2 separate regions of the Mus musculus genome follow, and region 2 is linked to region 1. A link is a contact called in public promoter capture Hi-C data. All regions are on one chromosome and are shown on one strand. Each heading gives the region's core, a stretch centred on a gene start, on an enhancer-like site or on the middle of the called end of the contact. The rest is flanking DNA. Distances are from core to core; before and after follow the strand shown.

Region 1 (5,550 bases), core at 2,075-4,574:
AGTCTAAAGGCCAGGCCCTCTTTGAATGCAAGGCTACCACTAGTGTTTCCTCACAGAATCGGATTCAAACTTCAGGTATCATACAGATGCTATCCAAAGCTTTCGGGAGTAACCAACCAATATCTGATTTGATGGGCCCCATCCGTGAGTTGGAACCCATATCTTACACAGCTTGGGTGACCAAGAACATGAGACTAGATAGGCCAAGGTCACAGGCGAAAACCAATACTACTGTTCTGCTCGTAAATGACTCCTAACTATAATGACATGGTTCCTATTAATGTCCTGATACAGTGTTAGATCAATGCCCTGCTCCACCATCATCAGCAAAGCTTCCTCCTGGAAAAGATGGGAACAAATGCAGAGACTCACAACTGCAAAATGTGCAGAAAGTGAAAGACGTTGGAACACTCAGTCCTAAATGAGATGTCTCCATCAAATTCCTCCCCTCAGGGCTCAGGGAACTCTGCAAAAGAGGAAGCAGAAAGAGTATAGCAACCAGAAGGGATAGAAGCTACCAAGAAAACGAGGCCTCTAAATCAACAGGACCAGCACAGATATGAACTCACAGAGACTGAAACAGCGTGCACAGGGCCTACAGGGTTTACACCAGTTGGGTTCAGTTCAGTTGGGGTCTGCGCTGAGGGAAGAAGTAGACACACGCCACTATTTCTCATCCTGATGCTGTCTCCAATTGATAACCACTTGCAAATGAGTATTTAGCGTTCTCCAAGGGAGAAACAAACTGGGGAAACAAATTACTCTTACGGGCAGGCTGCATGCCCAGCAGCCCAACAGTGGCTACCAGCAGAGAAGGAGCTCAGAGGCATCCTTGGGTTCCTTGTCTCATAATGTCCTGTTTGAGTGTGTGTGTGTGTGTGTGTGTGTGTGTGTGTGTGTTTCTTACTTTTGTTTTTATTTTATTTATCTATATTTCAATTTTTTTTTCTTTTTTCTTTTTCCCTAAAAGTCCTTTGTGTTTATTTAATGGCTTCCAGTTTAATGTTTTTATGGTATTCCTGATTGTGCGAATGAATCTTTATGGGCTTCTTGAGCCTTTTTGTTTTTTCTTTCTTTCTTCTTCTTCTTATTCTTCCTCTTCTACTTCTTCTCCTTCTCCTTCTCCTTCTCCTTCTCCTTCTCCTTCTCCTTCTCCTTCTCCTTCTCCTTCTCCTTCTCCTTCTTCTTCTTCTTCTTCTTCTTCTTCTTCTTCTTCTTCTTCTTCTTCGCTCTTTTCCTTCTGTTTATTTTGTCCTATTATAATGTGTTAGTATTTTTTATCTTACTATAGCTTATTTTATTTTATTATTATTATTCCTTAGAAGCCTGCCTTTTCTTGTTTTTTGTTTGTTTGTTTGTTTGTTTGTTTGGTTGGTTGGTTGGTTGGTTGGTTGGTTGGTTTTATTTTGTTTTGTTTTTCCTGATAAGAACGGGAAGGGAGTGGATCTGGTGGAAGAGAGTTGAGGAGCAAGTAAGAGAAGCAGAGGAAGGGAATGTGTAATCATGATATATTGTGTGAGGGAAAAAATCTATTTTCAATAAAAGGAAAAAAATCTGAGGAGCCTGTCACACCGCAGCTTCCCACCGACACTGGTTGTAGTCTGTCAGCCTGTGGCTTCTTACTGACACTGGCTGTTTTCACACAAATGCTTAATTGAAAGGATTCAAGCCCATCATCTTTGACCAGGAGCTCCTGATATTCATGTATGCCCCTAAGTCAATGCGAAGCTTCTCTTGCAGCTGCCTGCTTTCAGATATGTGGCTCTGGGCACCATCCCCAGGGAGGAGGGCTGGAAAAAAGTTGGTTTGGCTTGTTCTGTTTTCTGTGTATGTGGCTTTGCTTGCACCTATGCGTGGGTATCGTGTATGTGCTGGTGGAGGTAAGGAAAGGAAGTCAGATCCACTAGACTTGGAGTTACAGACAGTTGTGTGCTACCATGAGGGTGCTGGGAACCCACCCTGGGTTCTCTGGAAGAATATGGGATGTTCTTAGCTACTGAGCCATCCATCTCTCAAGCCCTCACTCCAGGAGCAATGTTTAAAGCACATTGTCTGGACCCTTTTGGGCAAGCAGTGTGCAACTGAGAGTACTAGAGACTGGAATAGGACTCCAAATAGTCCAGGGATGCACGGGTCCTGACTTATGCCGGGAACTAACGCATCAGGGTTTCCCCAAGATCCTTTATGTGGACGTAGAGTAAGAGATACATTTTGGGTGTTTTGTTTGGTTGGTTTTGGTGTATGAATTTGTTCTGAAGATCAGGCCCGTTTCTAACTCACAGAGATCCACCTGCTTCTGCCTCCCGGAGCACTGGAACTAATGGCATACAGTCACCTTTTGGCAAGAGAAACATTTTGTATTGTGAGCCAGGGCAAGAGTATCTGTTCTGAGATGTCCATCGAGGGCACATTCCAGAACCCTATATACGCAAAACCTGTAGGTAGTCAGGTTCCCTATGCAAAAGGTGTCATGCATTTTCCTATGGCCTGCACGCATCCTATCTTGTACTCTAAATCATCTCTAGGTTACTTACATCTACTGTAAGATAAATGCTGCATAAAATGTGCTGTTATACTGGATTGATGGGAAATAATAAGAAAAAGTTGTACATGTTTGGTATACATGTTTTCTTTGATCACTGGCTGGTTGAATCCAGGGGTGGGAAACTCGTCTACAACCGGACAGAGACAGAAGCAGGCGACTGAGATCTGCTCCTGAGATCACAGTTTTATACAGACTAGAGACTGTGGTTATTTATAGAAAGAACAAATTCAAGAAAGACCCTAGTAAAGAGAACTCCAGGTCACCAAGCACAGTGTTCTCTCATGTTCCTTGGGCTGCGCCGTTCTTTATTTCTCTGAAAAATACCAAGTTACTATGTAGGTGTGGTAATGGGTGTCTATAAGCACAACTACCCAGAGGCTAGTGTAAAAGAGCCCAGCTGAGACCATCCTCTACAACACACTGAGAACTTATCTCCACACACACAACTGCAGACAAAAAGATAGATCAGTGGGTAAAGGCTGAGCCACTGAGCCTGACCAGGAGTTAAACTGCAGGACCCACATGGTCACAAGGAGAAACCGACTGCCCGAAATCCTTCTCTGGCCTCCACATAAGTTCCCGGCACTCAAGTGCCCCTGCTCCCGCCCCCACACACAACATAAATAAAAACTAACCAGTTGCAAACCACTAACATGACACACCAACCCTGTGAAACTTCAGCTTGGAAATCTCTCAACCAGGAGGCCCTAATTGCTGTGTGCTGAGAGGACTTTTATGCACAAGTTGGTACAAGTTGTTGGAAGTTATTAAAACCTGTCAAGTAGGACAGAGACTTGGAGACACTGAGCACAAACAGACAAGCACTAGGGAGTAACCAGGTCAGACAGAGGAGGACCATGGAGTGGGGTGAGGCCATCACAGAGCAGTGGGGAACTCAGTGCTGGCCTGGGGTGAGGGCTTTGCTCCCTGGTCCAGAGCTAACACTCTGGTCCTGGCTTCAGGGTGCACACACACCCTGCCTCACTATCCCTTCCTACAAAACTATTCTTCAGACCCAGGGAGAGTTTGTGGCTGAGTCCAAGCCCTTGGGCAATCACTTTGCTCCACTTTCAAGCAGATTGAGAGGAAAGTGGGAGAAGACGGGGTTGTTTAAGGAGCTGTGGAAATCACGGAGTAGCTTGGTAAATGAAAAATCCACTCAGATCCACAAGGAGCACAAAAGTGAGGAATTAAACAACTCTGTAAATAAAGGGATCATTACTCGCGATGCATTAGCACACACTTAAGACCTATTGGAAACTTCCCCTTTTCGAGATAAATGAAGGACAGCAGCAGCTCATTTCCCAGGCTGAATGGGCAGAGCTGGAGGCATGAGGCAGCCGGGGCTGGTGTAGGTGGCATGCCTAGGGACTCAAGAGGGGACCGAGGGCTATTTCTGCTTTTGTAAAGACGGGAGTCTCAGCCTGCCTTTCTTAGCACTGGGAGGTGCACAGAGCACACCTGATAATGGTGGGAGGGAAGTTCTACACCACAGCATTTACCCCCCCAAGCTCCCTCATCCTTCACCAAATAAGCATAATTGCTCCATGGTTAAGAGGTGCTGGGAACAGAGGCACCGCTGGTAATTGCCTAATGGGCAGGAGAAATGAGGTGTGTGTGGGACACATCGGCCTGGAGAAGGCACTAGCCACGAGTTTATTAACATTGAAAATTAAAATAAGCTTGGTCCCAGCCAGGCAGTCTTGGCTGAAATGAATCCCATTATGCCTCTAATAACTGTGTGGGGCTCAATTTGATGCCACCCAGGGGGTAGAGAGGCCTCCATACGGTGACCTCCCCGCCAGCTGTAGGATGTTGGAAGATTCCCTGCACCAGCAACTCTCCTGGAGGAAATACCAACACCCAGCCTGCCTTGCAGGCCTTCAGCTCCCATTAAACCCATGCAACATTGGAAGAGCTGCAGAGGGGAGGCTGGGGAGAATCACAGGTTGTTCTGACCTGGGTCCATTTTGTAAATAACGGGATTTGCAAATGTGCATTGCCAGGACCATAGGACAGAAGTTGGGGCCTGCCTGAGGACAGACTACTAGTCCTGCCTTCTTTGGGGGTCTTGAGAGGATCGTGGCAGATTTTGCAGTATCTAATGCTGGAAGGAGAACTTTCCACCATAAGCAGGGAACAAGCTCTCCCTGGAAAGCACTCAGAAAACAGACCAGGGTTCACTGCCTACTCTGCCTGGTGCAGTGGTCCTCAACTTTCCCAACGCCCCAACCCTTTAATACAGTTCCTCATGTTGTGGTGACCACCAACCATAAAGTTATTCTGTTGCTACTTTAACTCTGTAATTTTGCCACTGTTATGAGTCATGAGGTAAATATGTGGTATGCAGGATATCTGATGTGTGACCCCTGTGAAAGGGCCGTTTAGCTACAGGAGCATCGTAAAAAGGCTGAGGAAGGCAGGCCGGGGCTGTCAGGGGAGGGAGAAATCAGAGGAAGGGCAGATGCTTAGGCAAAGGACGGCGGGGGGGGGGGGGGGGGGGGGGAGCGGGGGGGGGGGGGAGAAGATGTGGAGATCTCAGGTCAAAGACTTACACAGGTGCTGGCTGGAACGGAAAACCCATCAGGAGGAGGGCGGGGCCTCTGCAGAGGACCAGCGGACAGTCAGCTAGTATGTGCAGGGACAACAGCTCTAGGAACCCTGGCTGGAGTTTGAATTCTAACTTAAGGGGATCCTTGGAGAATTTGGAAAAGAAGATGCACACAGTTAAAAATTGTTCATCTCTTTCCATTGAATTCGCTTAGTGTTTATAAAGACCGTGTTAGGAGGAAGGTAACGGGGTAGAGCGGGATAAAAGTGATTTGATGGGGGAAATAGGAACGGGGACCAAGGGCTATTTCTGCTTTTGTAAAGACTGAGGTATTTACACTTCTTAAAGACTAGAACCTTTGCATTTAAACTCACTTTAAACTTCATTTGCTTCTTATCCACTGCCCACATTTCTCTCTCTCTCTCTGATTTCCAGCCTCTACCTCACCATGTTC
Region 2 (5,550 bases), core at 1,756-4,255, 510 kb before region 1:
TTCAAAATGATTCAAATCAGATTCAAACCAGGCTGCAAACACTGGGTCCTTCTCGCCCTCCCTCTCCCTCAGACTCCCTTCGACTCCATCTGGGATGCAAGGACATGATGAAAAGTTATTTCACTTAATGGGGTTTTAAGATAGCGATTTGGGGAATATATGCTATCCCTGCACATGGAAAGGAACAATTGTGCTTACCAGTTTCCCAAGGAAAAAATAGTGCTTCAACCCCGCTTGGGACTAGAGCCAGTTGGTGTGCGAAGATTAGCAGGCTCCCTCTCTGCTCCATTTCAGGGCATCCCATCCCCAGGCAAGATGCTGCTGTGGTAAACTTTGGCTTGTTTTCCTAATTGAGTTACTTTCTTTCTACCTTTCGTTTGGTGTCTTGGATCTCATGTTGAAGGCAAGAGATGCTTCTTAGGTTTACTGTTTTTTTTCCAAATGATTATTTGATTCCATGGGATTTTTGCTATGGCTTGCTTGCAAAGGGAGGCTGTGGAAGGTTCAGGAAAGGTACTGAGATTGTTTATTACAGCCATAAATCTTGCAGTAAAATGTCAAAATGTCGGTGTGTGAGATAACACTTGGTGGTCCTGGCTCCGTTTGTGTTTATGATAGGAGCTCAAAGACGTGTTACAGGCCTTGGGGGATTGTGTCAGCCCATCCTCCTTAATAGAACCTCAGGAAACAGAGTTAAGTCCTCTAGCTTAACCGTATACAAAACAGTGCCTCCTTAATACTTAAAACGTGGAAACTCTGTAGACCATTCTGAGGCTAAACAACATGGATTTTTGTGTCTTAGACTCTGTAAATAATATTAAACAGACATGGTTAGGACTCCTCCAGTGCTCAGGGTTGGTGACACCAGAAGCAGACTAGATTTCCTCAAGCTTTTCATCCAACCTGAACACATGCAGATATGCAGTGCATGTGTATTTGTATGGTCTGTCTGTGTGCTACTAATGTTAGAGATGTCTCCTGTCTCATTTGTGTACCTATTTTCTTGCTATTTTCTTGCTAGAGAGAGATATCAGTTTAAAGTAGCCACATCAGGCTAGATTTCCTTCCTCCAGTCTAGAGAAGATATCTAGAGATTAGAATCTTTGTTGGTTTCCATCTATGGCTCAGATTTTCATTTAAAAAAAAAATCATGGTGCTTCCTGTCAGTGGACAGCTCTCTTTACCAGCACAGACACCCAGTGTGGAAAATCTCTTTGTACTACTTCAGGATGATTTCAATAAGAAACTAACATGATCCTTTTTTTAACCTCTTTCCCTAAATTACTTTAAAGATTAGTCTCAATAATAGTCTTCATGTGTCTAAGCATTAAATGACTATCTATCAAATAGGATATATCCCAGTATTTAGTAGCTCAAGTGAGTAACAGATATGAATGAAGATAGAATGGATGTTCTTTCTGAAGTGTCTCTAGGCTTGGGTTATAACTTTCCTGGTCTGCGTTTGAGAAGGCCGTTGTTCTATCCTGCTCTCTGAAAAATCAGCAAGGTGCACCAACGGAAACTGCTTTGCATACCCAGAGGAGAGTTATTTTTTAGAATGGCGGTGATAGTTTGCACTGCTTTACCATCATGCAAAGGATCTAGGCGTGTCTGCTATTCAGAAGAAAGAAAGAGCACAATTCCAGGTACGAGTGAGGCATCAGTATTTACTTCAAAGATCAACATTAGGTGGAATTAATAAGTAATTTATTTGTTAATAATAATGGCATAATTAGTTTACCCATCAAATTTCAATTACCAAATGGCAGGCAACAGTCCCTTCTCTCTCCTTTCCAGAGCTACTGATATCGTTAAAATGCTAATTTTTCAGCAATCGCGGGCTGGTCTGTAAATATAGCCCTTGGTTTAGATCCTGCACGAGGAAACAGCATCCAAAAGGAGAAGGGAGGGAAAAGTTAGAAAAGACCGATTGACAATTAGACCAGGCAGGGTCTTATTGTATCTCAAACTTGTTTTTGTTTGGTGATTGTTCTGAAACGCGAAGTTACTGGATTCGAAGCCGGGTTTTGTGCAGGCGTCGTCTCTCTTCCCACTCTGGGGTGGAGGTCTCACAATAGCGCCTAATAAAGGAGGCACATTTAGCTCTCCTCAGCACCTCCATCAACTGCAATATAGGAAGGTTCCAAGTCTTTAAATGAAAAAATAATGTACAAATTCTGCGTCTGAAAGAAAAAAAGTAAAAATAAGTATCCACGAGGTTTTAGTGGATCGCCCTCGCTTGCTGTACTTCCTTGACCCGCTTGTTCAGCGGCCCTTCTACCCATCCTCCCTGTGCAGCTCCAGCCCTGGCTTCGCAAAGCAGGGACTCCCTAACAGCCGGGTGGATGTGTAGGGCGTGGACAAAGAATCAAAGGGCGAGAAAAATGGGTCCGTAGGCCTCCTTCGTTTTATTCCAGAGCTAGGATAAAAAGCCAGGGTCTGCCTCTTGGTCCCAGTGCCCTTCCCTCTCCTGGAGGGCCTCGAACCCTCGGAGGACCACCCGAAGCCTGGTTGGACTGGAGATCGGCGCTGAGTCGTGGCGACCAGCTGCCCAGAGGCCTAGGACAGACGTGGGCAGGAACAGGGCTCGAAAGGACCCGCAGTCTAACAGGCCCCAACTTCTCAGCCGGAACCCAAGTTGGGGGGCCCGAGGAACCCAAGCTCGCTTCTCCCACCCTGAAGGCTAGCAGCATCCATCACGCATCCCCCGCGCGTTTCCTGATCCGGGTCCGCGCGCGCGGATTTCCCATTGGCCGGATCGCAGCACGTGGGGCGCGGGGGCGGGGCGCGCAGGGCCACGGGGAGCGCGCGCGGGCGGGGGAGGAGCGGCGCGGACTTCGGCGGCGGCGACGGCGGGAGGGGGAGGGGCAGTCGTTTGACAGCGGGGGGAGGGGCGGGCGCCGGGGCCGGGGGGGGGGGGGGGGGGGGATGGGAAGCGCGGCGAGAGGGGGAGGGGCCTCGGCGAGCGCAGAAAAACGACACCGCGAGAAAAATTAGTATTTTTGCACTTCACAAATTAATGACCATGAGCTCGTTTTTGATAAACTCCAACTACATCGAGCCCAAGTTCCCTCCTTTCGAGGAGTTCGCCCCGCACGGTGGCCCGGGCGGTGGGGACGGCGCCGTGGGCGGGGGTCCCGGCTACCCGCGGCCCCAGAGCGCCCCGCACCTGCCGGCCCCGAACCCGCACGCGGCCCGCCAGCCCCCCGCTTACTACGCGCCGCGGGCGCGCGAGCCCAGCTACCCCGGGGGCCTGTACCCCGCGCCCGCCGCCGCCTGTCCCTACGCCTGCCGCGGGGCCAGCCCCGCGCGACCCGAGCAGTCCCCGGCCCCCGGCGCGCACCCCAGCCCGGCCCCGCAGCCCCCCGCGCCCCCTCGGCACTGCGCTCCCGGCCCCACCACCCCGGCTGTCGCGACGGGGGGCAGCGCCCCCGCGTGCCCGCTGCTGCTGGCGGACCAGGGCCCGGCGGGCCCGAAGGGCAAGGAGCCGGTGGTGTACCCCTGGATGAAGAAGATCCACGTGAGCGCCGGTATGTGGCGCCGCCGGGAGGGCAGCGGGCGTGGGGGCGCGGGGCAGGGCGCGGGAGGGGACCCCCATCTGGCCGGCGCTTTGGCTGTGGGTGTGTGCGCGCCGCCCGCAGCCTGGTCCTAACGTGAGAACCCTTTTGTACCCAGGGTCCCTTTATCCTGAGATTTACGAGACGCCAAACTGTTAGGGCAGTAATTATAGCCCCCATAAATTTAATTGCCCTGGCAGAGGCTCCCGGCCATGTGTCTTTGAAGCTTTTCTTCAGCCCCAAAGCCCAGCACCATTCTTTATGGCTCTCGGGTGTTTCCCGTTGTCAATAGCCTGTGAAACATTTTCTTTGCCTTTTTATGTATCTTGTGTGAACTTGGTGTCAGGTTATTATATAATGATGATGTCCGATTGCTCTTCCCCACCCTATCTCCTCTCTCCTCCCCTCCTCCTCTTCTACTTCTTCCTCTTTGGCCTTCTCTTTCGGGGTTCTGGTGTTCAGTCAACTCCAGTTATAACGGAGGCGAACCTAAGCGCTCTCGAACCGCCTATACCCGGCAGCAAGTCTTGGAACTGGAGAAGGAATTCCACTTTAACCGCTACCTGACCCGGCGGCGCCGCATCGAGATCGCCCACACGCTCTGCTTGTCGGAGCGCCAGGTCAAGATCTGGTTTCAGAACCGGAGAATGAAGTGGAAGAAAGACCACAAACTTCCCAACACCAAGATGCGATCTTCCAACACTGCCTCGGCCCCTGCCGGCCCGCCTGGGAAAGCACAAACTCACAGCCCACACCCCCATCCCCACCCTCTCCCTGGTGCTTCCACACCCATTCCCTCCTCCATATAATCTAGAGACCTGGATCAGTTTCTCTCACTTATGTGCCCTACTCATCTCCTGCTCCTGTCCTCATCTGCTCTTCCCTAAGTAAACCCGAGACACCAAAACAAAATCCAACTTGCTGGAAACCATAACCAAAAAGAAGACATTATCCCTGGTTGGTGTGACCCCTCCAAGAGGACGTCTGTCCTCGTCCTCGTTACTGCTTAGTGGAACAACCTGCTGACCTGGACAACTTTGCCAGGATTGGACACCTGTAAGAAAGCACTGGCCATCGACTACCTTTGAGTCAGCCAGACAGCACGTGCTGACTGGGGACATGTACTTGTATGCAGAAGAAGCAGGCCGGTTCCCAGCTTCCCAGCTTTCTAACCTTCCTTCCTCTTCTGCGTTAAGGCAGCTCACATGAGCTTTACTGAGTAGACTTTGTGGACCTCACCAGATTATTTAATTTTCAAAGTGTGTAGACCTTGATGGTAGGTGTGGCATGTAGTTTCCTCTCCTTGCATTTATTTAAGATACTGTTAGAGAGATATTGTTGTCTTATACTGGGGCACAGCGTTGGGGAGAGGGAAATGCATTTAGACTCACTTACAACTGTACAGAGAGATATGGTTGTATAAAGAGGAATGTGCTAAGAATAAACTTCAGTTTATAAGACATTAAAAACCTAAGAGACAGATTTGTGTGTGTTCTAAGCTTAAAAACCAAACCAAACCAAACTACCCCAAGCCTCCTCTTGGTTGAGATACTTGACCTAGTGCGCAGAAGCCTTGTAGACAGGGTGAGCTGGGGTCACATTCTAAGCACACTCACAATGTGTGTGTGTGTGTGTGTGTGTGTGTTTAACTTGGTCTGAATTCTTGCCAAGCTTGACCCACTGTGGAAGTGTTCCAAAAAGCGGGAAGGCTCTTGAGCCCTGAGAGGGCTCCTCTTCTTCCCAAACTTGGCCAGGCTTTCAGGCTTCAAGTCTCTGTAAGGCATAGAACCGTGTGTGTCCCTGCAGTGAAAGGTGAGACCTTGCAGAGCAGAGGCCTGGAGCTTCTGCAGCTGTTCTGTAGGCTGAACTCTGAGCACACTTGGAAACAGGCATTCCCTTGGCGTTTGCTGCACCTTCACACTTCATCTGCCTGTTTCCCTGGAGATAAAAAATAGTTTATGCAAAGGGTTGCGCTTGCCTTTTGGTTTTTGGC

What was found. Promoter capture Hi-C pulls out the DNA fragments that hold promoters and counts their contacts.
Region 2: a contact with region 1 is called in a promoter capture Hi-C map of the C10 cell line, with 3 times the contacts expected there. The contact joins the promoter of Hoxa4 here to the enhancer-like site in region 1. A contact is called at or near these places in 5 of 39 promoter capture datasets (the C10 cell line, embryonic stem cells, hippocampal neurons and 1 more), 4 of 115 datasets of contacts at active chromatin or transcription factors (differentiating embryonic stem cells, neural tube, pancreatic cancer cells and 1 more) and 1 of 9 other capture datasets (embryonic stem cells).

What each region holds. Positions count from the first base shown.
Region 1 is chr6:51,684,190-51,689,739 of GRCm38.p6, reverse strand. No RefSeq gene overlaps it. Among named protein-coding and RNA genes, the nearest start is that of Gm38811, 24 kb to the left of the region's middle. Within about 2 kb of position 3,324, at least 9 of the 459 cell types and tissues checked have an H3K27ac peak or open chromatin away from gene starts, as enhancers often do.
Region 2 is chr6:52,189,158-52,194,707 of GRCm38.p6, reverse strand. Hoxa4 (homeobox A4) reads left to right here and starts at 3,005. Exons shown (of 2, transcript NM_008265.4): 1 at 3,005-3,530; 2 at 4,020-5,026. The coding sequence starts at 3,020. The coding sequence ends at 4,366. The region is part of intron 2 of Hoxa3 (homeobox A3); the gene reads left to right. LOC115490409 (a long non-coding RNA gene) reads right to left here. Exons shown (of 2, transcript NR_168044.1): 2 at 1,648-2,183.